2 separate regions of the Sus scrofa genome follow, and region 1 is linked to region 2. The links are chromatin contacts, called in public HiChIP or PLAC-seq maps. All regions are on one chromosome and are shown on one strand. The core of a region is the stretch at or near the end of the contact, and the rest is flanking DNA. Distances in the headings are between cores, read along the strand shown. Region 1 holds the start of TRIM44 (tripartite motif-containing protein 44). Region 2 holds the start of PRR5L (proline-rich protein 5-like).

What was found. HiChIP or PLAC-seq counts read pairs in DNA pulled down with a chosen protein or histone mark.
Region 1: a contact with region 2 is called in an H3K27ac HiChIP or PLAC-seq map of alveolar macrophages. The contact joins the promoter of TRIM44 here to the promoter of PRR5L in region 2.

What each region holds. Positions count from the first base shown.
Region 1 is chr2:25,376,864-25,380,630 of Sscrofa11.1, forward strand. It overlaps TRIM44 (tripartite motif-containing protein 44), which reads right to left and starts at 1,875. Exons shown (of 5, transcript XM_003122865.4): 1 at 820-1,875. The coding sequence starts at 1,488.
Region 2 is chr2:24,810,655-24,814,746 of Sscrofa11.1, forward strand. PRR5L (proline-rich protein 5-like) reads right to left here and starts at 1,988. Exons shown (of 11, transcript XM_021083180.1): 1 at 1,758-1,988.

The DNA of each region.
Region 1 (3,767 bases), core at 625-3,124, 570 kb after region 2:
CTCCCTCCCAATTTTGCCTCAACCCTCTTATCCTCCTTTCCAAACAAGCACCAAACATGAAGAACCTAAAAGGAATTCACCGTATACATAAAGTTATTATTAAAGCCATAGCCTTTGAGTTCTCACTGTGGCACAGTGGGTTAAGAATTCAATTGCAGCAGCTCGGGTCCCTGGGGAGGATCGGGTTGGATCCCCAGCCCTGCTGCAGTGGGTTAAAGGATCCCACCTTGCCAGAGCTGCCATAAGTCACAGCTGCAGCTCGGATTCAATCCCTGGCCCAAGAACGTCCATGTGCTGCAGGTGCAGCCATAAAAAACAAAAACAAAAACAAAAACCCACAAACAAAAAAAGAACAAAAAAAATCCCATAATCTTAGGAAGTCTTTACAGAGGAACTATCTGCTTGACTTCATCTGACTAAACCATGGTTCGTCCTGTTTTCAAGAAGACAAAGTAACTGCCCTGTCAAGAGCCTTGAGTCGAGGCCCTTAGTCTCAACAATGGAGATACTGTGGGAACTAGCTTAAGTGGAGCCAATATCCAAAGAATGTTTTACTTGGGATCCGAAGAGTTGCCATTTTCTGGGAATTGGATACTAGATTTTGTGTATACATTAATATGTTTCTTGAGTCCAGAAACTTTCATCTGATTCTCAAAGCAGTTCAATCAGAAAAGGTCCATAAGCACTGCTCCCAACAAGCTGAACAGACCAACCTTTGGGGGACAAGGTGAAAGGTGAGTGTGACCCCAGGAAAGCCACCTGAGTTGCAACCCAGGTGTCCTGACCGCTAGGCCTGTACTCTGAATGCCCAATACTTACTCTTAGTTCTTCGAAGGCTTCATCTAGGGTGGAAAGCTGATGACCCTGGTGAGCCCCAATGACTGGGCACAGGACACAGATGAGCTGCTTATCTTCCTGGCAATAGGTACTCAAATCGAGCCCATGGTCCAGACACTTCCTCTTGGCCACTCGCTCTGCTTCCATTTCTATTTCCGGATCAAATTCGCTTTCTGCCTCAGTTTCTCCCTCTGCCTCTGATTCTCCTTCTTGGTTGTCTTCCTCTGCTTCACTCTCTTGCTCATCCTCCATTTCCTCCTCACTGTCCTCCTCACTCTCTTCCTCGCTCTCATCCTCACTCTCTTCCTCCGTCTCGCTCTCTTCTTCGGACTCACTGTCTTCCTCAGACTCGCTCTCTTCCCCTGCCTCGCTTTCTAGGGCCTTCTCCTTCTCCACCTGGGCCTCGACTTCTTCCTCCCCTGTGCCGCCCCCTTGAGGTCCCGAGGCCCAGGCCTGGTGAGCACCGTGGACGTACTCGGCCAGGTGGTGCCGGGGGAACTTCTGCCCGTGCACCTCCGCATGACGGTGGCAGTAGCAGAAGCCACATTCTCGGCACACTTCCTCGGCCCCCGGAGCCTCGTCGGGCTCGCACTCATCACACGTGCCATCGTGCGGCAGCTCCTCGAAGGCCGCGCCCCCTCCGGAGGCCATGTGGGGGCCGTGCAGCGGCCCGGGGCTCAAGCCCACCGAGCTGGCCGCCTGGCCTCGGCGCGGCCTCCTTGCGTCTTCCTCCCCACCCGGGAGCCGTCCCGGGCAGCTGCCGCACCGCGTTCCACAGCCCCGCTGCCACCTACTCCTACAGCCCCCGCCAGGCCCAGGAGCACACACCCCGCCTTCTCGCCGGCTCCACGGCTAGGCACCCTCTGAGCTTCCTGCAGCTGCCGGGGCACTTCCGGCGCGGCCGTCCCGCGCCCCCGTCGGCCCCTGCGCCACGCCGCCCGCTCGCCCTCCCCGCTGCCCTGGCGAGAACACGGCACGATGGGCCCTCGCGCCGCCCCGGTTCCACTTTCCCTCTCAGCGTCAGGAGGCCCCCTTTTACTTCCTGAGTCATTTAAAGTGGCACTGGCCCTTTTCCGCTTTTCCCGCGGGGGCTCAGCATCCTCAGAAGGAGGGGGAGAATGGATGAGGTCTCCCACTTGCTCACGCTTACTCTGGAGGCAGAGGATTGGGCCCTGCACCCTCCACTCCTTCCCAGGAGGTGTCGGCCTGACTTTTCAAAGCCACTGGGCAGGTGTACAGGTGCATTTCAGTCTCTCTCCTTCCAGATTGTTACTGCCTGTTCAGTCTCCGTTGTGGCCTTTCTGCAAGGTGTGTGGACGGAGGGTTGTTTACCAGACTGAACCTTCCCCCTTGGCATTTCCAAGGGCCCAAGGAACAGTTATGTTTGTTCTCCTAGGCTCAGGGAATCAGAGTCAGGGCGAGCAAACACATTTTTGATCTAAAGCAATACTATGCTTTGTCTGTTTGCAAAGTGTGTTTGCATTCCTCCTCTCCTAGGGCTCAGAACTTCTAGGGTGGTAACCTCTGCACCTGCGCCTTTTTTCTTTTTAGAGAGAGAGAGAGAGAGCTTGCCTTGGGTTTGGCAGAGATGTCAGGTGAAGTAGTTGAGGCAAGACAGTATTTGTGGAATGAGAGTTCCAGTGTGCAGTCATTTTCCTTTCCATAAGGAGACTTAGTTCAGATTAAGTTCCAAAAGAAAGGAAACTGTTATTTATGAACCAAAACTAAAGTGCCAAGAATGGGACTAGATCTTTTTACTGCTCTTTATAAACCAGGTTGGGAAGAGCTACTGCCAGAAGATCCCCACATTCTGGTACTACAACTTACTGGCTTTGTGACCCTGGAGAAGTTATTTGATCATTCTGTTTTCCAGTGTGTGTGTAAAGTGGAAATTATAATAATACTGACTTCATGGGGCTAGTTTGTGGATGATATGTAAAGATGCCTGCTTTGCAGAGTATTCACTACATTTTAACTATTATCATTGGCCCTCATTAGACTTAGTGCACATAATAAGCCTTTGGAGGAGGTTTTAAACATTTTTAGCACATTGGACATTTGGGCTGGCTGCTGGTAGTGTAAGCCACCCCCCCACACACACACACCTTTTACTCCATATCTGTGTCTCTCCATTCATAGAAGAGCTTTTGATTTGTATTTGAGAGAGGAAATGGATGTTTTGATCTAGTCAGGCGAGAGGCTGGGGTGTGGTTGAAAAGAAGGAAGGAGGATAGGATTGTGTCTGTTTTTCATTGATTCCCCTAGATACTTTTGAGCTAAGATTTCCAAATGATCTTCACAGAAATGTCAGGGGATTAGGTGGGTAAAAAATCATTTAAAATAATGTTTAGGAGTTCTCATCATGGCGCAGTGGTTAACGAATCCAACTAGGAACCATGAGGTTGTGGGTTTGATCCCTGGCCTTTCTCAGTGGGTTAAGGACCTGGCATTGCCGTGAGCTGTGGCATAGGTCACAGACACAGCTTGGATCCCATGTTGCTGTGGCTCTGGCATAGGCCGGCAGCTACAGCTCCGATTCAACCCCTAGCCTGGAAACCTCCATATGCCACGGGAGCAGCCCCAGAAAAGGCAAAAAGACAAAAAAAAAAAATGATGTTTAATATTTTCACATATAATGAATGTGTGCTTAATTTCTGGGAAGCTTTTTCAGACATCTTACTGTGAGAAAAAAAATTTTGTTTTATTTACCTCAGAACAATTCTGTAGAATGGGGGGGGGGATATTCCAAAGGTTTGTTTGGTTCTAATTCCATATACATTTCTATTTTTCTCCAGTTCATTTCTCCAGAAATTATTTCTCTGCCTGCATTCTAAACAAGGATTAAATTGATGCACCATTCCAACAAAAATATTCAATAATTGTTGACTCAAACATCAATGTCAGTGTACTTATGAAAGTGTTTCTTGCTT
Region 2 (4,092 bases), core at 738-3,237:
AGCCAAGGACAGAGGCCCATACCTTGGCCCCAGACTTCAAGCTTCCAGGACTCTGAGGACATAAATTTCTGTAGTTTAAGCCACCCCCTCTGTATATTAGCTTTGGCAGTCCAGGCTGACTAATACAGACTGCTCAGATGCAGGGGGACTAAGAATAGTCTCAGGCACCTGCTTCAAGGGACTGGCAGCTTAGAGGGTTTTCTGAAGAATCCACAAAATCCAACCATGAGACAAAGAATCAGGTTAATTGCCTACCAGGCCCAGCCAGGGGGATGCCAGCGTCCCACAGCGTTAACCAGGTGAGAACTTCCTGCTCCCCTTCCTTCCCCCTCTCCCACCAGGGGGCAGAAGCCTCAGTTAGCCAGGTGGAAGTACTGGGTGGGAAACCAGAAACTGACAACAGACTCCCTTTCCCAGCTCCCCCCGAGAGGCAGGGGAGGTGGTGGCAAAGAGGAGTGTCCGCTTGGAAGGAAGTTTGAAGGTCTGGGTTATTGCACAGACCTGGATGTATCAATTACTCAACTGAGACATTGTTGAAACTAGAAAGGTAAGCAAGCAGAAGAGCCAGGGACCTGCCCTAATTTTCACCCCAGGGCAAGGAAAGAGTAGGGCCCTACAAAAAAATTAAGGGGCAGAGATAGACAAAAATAAAGCTGGCTTCCTGCATATAGCCAGCGAGTCCTGTTTATTTAACATCTGTCCTCCCACCTATGTGGCAGCTTGGCCTGTCTCTGGCCAAGGAAGAGGTGACACACATTGAGCGATTATCATTCCAAATCCCTCCCTGTCCCCACCGGGCAGTTCCATCTTCTCGAGCTTGGCGAAAGCTGAGGACAACAGGCGAACCATTTAAGAGCGTCTGAGTTTCTGAAATGGATAACTCAGTGCTGCTGTTCGGCAAAGCCAGGGACGGAACGCCACACTCCAGGCCTCGTGACCCGGACAAAGAGACTCACTGCAAACCAAGCATTACTCACAGGGCTGGGCAGGCATTCGATTCACCTAATCCTGCAGAGTATTCAATCAGAATTGTGTTCAAACCCTGATTCTGCCCCCAGACAGCTGTGCGATCCTGGGTAAATTGCTTAATGTCTCTGTACTTCATTTGTAAAAAGGGGATGATTAAAGTTAACTCATCCCAGAGAGTTATTATGTAGAATTAATGAGGAAATAGAAGCAAACCATTTAGAACCTTGCCTGCCACCAGGTAAGGGACTCAGTACACATAGTTATCATTAGAGATCAAAGTCCTTCCAAGTGGAACCCTGCAGTAAGCTCGGTCTATTGTAAAGACCATTACACAAGAGGCACGGTGGTGTGCAGCACAGATTCTAGCACCAGGCTGCCTGGGTGGCACTCAGGCAAGAATGGAAAGCACGTTGTATTTTCTATAACTGCTATCAGGACAGTCAGCTCCACATAGTCATATGTCTACATGTCCGACACACAGAGTTAGCGCTTCATGATGGCAGCTATCATTAGAGGACTAGTCATCTCAACAAACCCACGGGGACCTTGACGTTTCCGGTCACCCAAAGACATCAAAGGCATGGAGTGGAGATCAGACAGGAAGAGTGCTTCCCTAGTCTAGAGGCTGCCGAACTTGACCTCAGTAGCTTTTTCATCTTTGTTTACCAGCAGACAGCGGCTCTCAAGCAAACAGGGTGTCTTGAAAGCAGAAAGCCATCCTCCTCTGGCTAGACCTGCAGCCGTGACCTCCAACCCCCACGCCCCACCAGCTGCTTCCAGACTCTCACCTGCGTTCCCTGGTCTGGTTCCTTCCTCCAGGGCAGGTCCCACCTGGCCAGGGAAAGGTGAGGTGCCACAGCCTTTCAGCCTCCATGGAGCCCAGCTCTCCCTGGGCCCATGTGTCCACTCAGCTCCCACTGCTCGGGGCCCCGAGGACTGCCAGAGGAGCAGGCGGAAAAGATGAAAAGCTGACACTCCCCGCAGGAAGTAATTGTTTAGCTGTTTTCAGCACTGAAAAAAACAAGCGTAACATTGGAGAAAGGAGAGCAAAGTGCCATTCAAGGCCATTGTCACGGCCTCCTCTCTGTGCATCGAGGAGACAAAGAGGCCCTGTGTGGGCGAGGACAATGCTCCGTGTTACCAGCCACTTCTGTGTTACTCCTGGGGACGGGAATGAGGCCACAGTGCCCTCCCGGGCCTGATGCTCACTGGACTTTGCTAATCACAGCCACCCGGCCAGTCAGCACTGGGAGAGCAACTTCAGACTCCCAGCCCACAGTGTTCTGTAATGGGGAGCAGGCGACACCCCATCAGGGGTGAGCACCTGGGTATGCGCCAGTCTTCTGGGCATGGCAAATTGCCAAGTACCCCTTTCCTTTCCCTTGCCTCCTCTCTTAACATGTTTTCAGAGACTCACCACAAGTTAGAGCTGAAAAAAAATCAGGGTGTCATCTCTTCAAATCCTCCAGTGCCGGCCTCAGGGCAGCCGCAATTGCTAAGACCAGATCATTCCTTACATAGTAGCGATTGCACCCCCTTATTAACCAGACACCCAGGTAGGAGCAAGCTCACAAAATGAGGCTCCTGACTTTAAATCCTGGTCCTGCTACTAATTACCCAAGCACTGTCCGTTTTTTTTTTCTCCCAGCCTTAGTTTTTCCACCTGTAAACTGGGATCATTCTTGGGTTAGTGAGGATTAAATGAGTTAATACATGTAAAACTCATAGAGAATTATGTGGCTTATAAAAATTGCTCTAGAAGCATGAATGACAAATTAGACGCTCACATTACACTTGCAATTTGCTTAGACTCATGAGGAGATGCTAAGGGCATGGCTGGAACCCCAGGATCTCAAACACCCAAATTCAGCCTCACCACCTATTATGGCCTAAGTTTTCCCCATTAGGTCCCTCAGGGAAGTTGGGCACCCAACAAATATCCACAGGGATAAGGCAGGTGACCAATGTATAGAGAGGACCAACGGCGACACTGCAGAGAGCAATGGGGACAGTGGGGATTCAAGCACTCGTGCCAGTGTTTGGGGGCAGCCAGGGCTCAGCTCTAGGCAACTGTTGTAACGTGAAAAGGTAGGAATGGCATGGCCAGGCCCGTCCATCTTTAAAGCAAAGCTGGAAAGCTAGATCTTTGTGTCAGATTTCCCTATTTTGAAACTGGTGTTTCCCGAGACACTGTTCATACAAAGTGAGCCTGGAATCATGCAGCTTGTGATGCCCGATCTGGACACAGAGGGCATTTCCAAGCCAGCACATATCTGTCATTTTCAGGTCTTCTGGCCTCAATTTGCCTGCAGTTTCCTGGTGAGATGATCAGGTCACTTTAAAGCCCCTCCTTGACCTGGAGCAAGTGGCACCAGATCAATAAAGATGAGCAGCCCTGTCTCCCTGGATACCTGCCCTCATCTCAGTTCATGAATTGGGAGTGAGGAAATGGAAAACCAGGGGCCTCTCCCTAAAGTGCCACAGCCCTTTGGCCTACTCCACCTACTGCTGGTGTTCCTCTGATAAAGCCTGGACTTAAGGGTGGGACCAAAGGGAAGACTGAGGGCTTAAGCCCCCATAATCTCCATCACCTCAAGTGCACATAAGTAGTCTAAGTGACCAAAAGTGCTTGCGAGGCACACACAACTTCCAAACAAGATTGCTCATAATGAGATAGCACTTCCCACCCACTGGGATGGCTATCCTCCAAAAGACAGATAATAACAAGTGTCAGCGAGGATGTGGAGAAACTGGAACCCTCAGACACTGCTGATGGGAATGCAAAATGGTGCAACTGCGTTTGCAGACAGTCTGGCAGTTCCTCAAAAAGTTAAACACAGAGTTACCATATGATCCAGCCATTTCACTCCTGGGTATACACCCCAAGAACTATGAAAACATAAGTCAACCCAAAAACTTGTTTGAAAGTGTTCATGGCAGCATTACTGATGACAGCCAAAAGGCAGAAACAACCCAAGTATCTATCAACTGATGAACGGAGACACACAGTGTGGTATATCCACACAATGGAAATTATTCAGCGGTCAAAAGGAATGAAGTACTGGAGCTCCCATTGTGGCTCATCAGTTAACAAGCCCAACTAGCATCCATGAGGACAAGGGT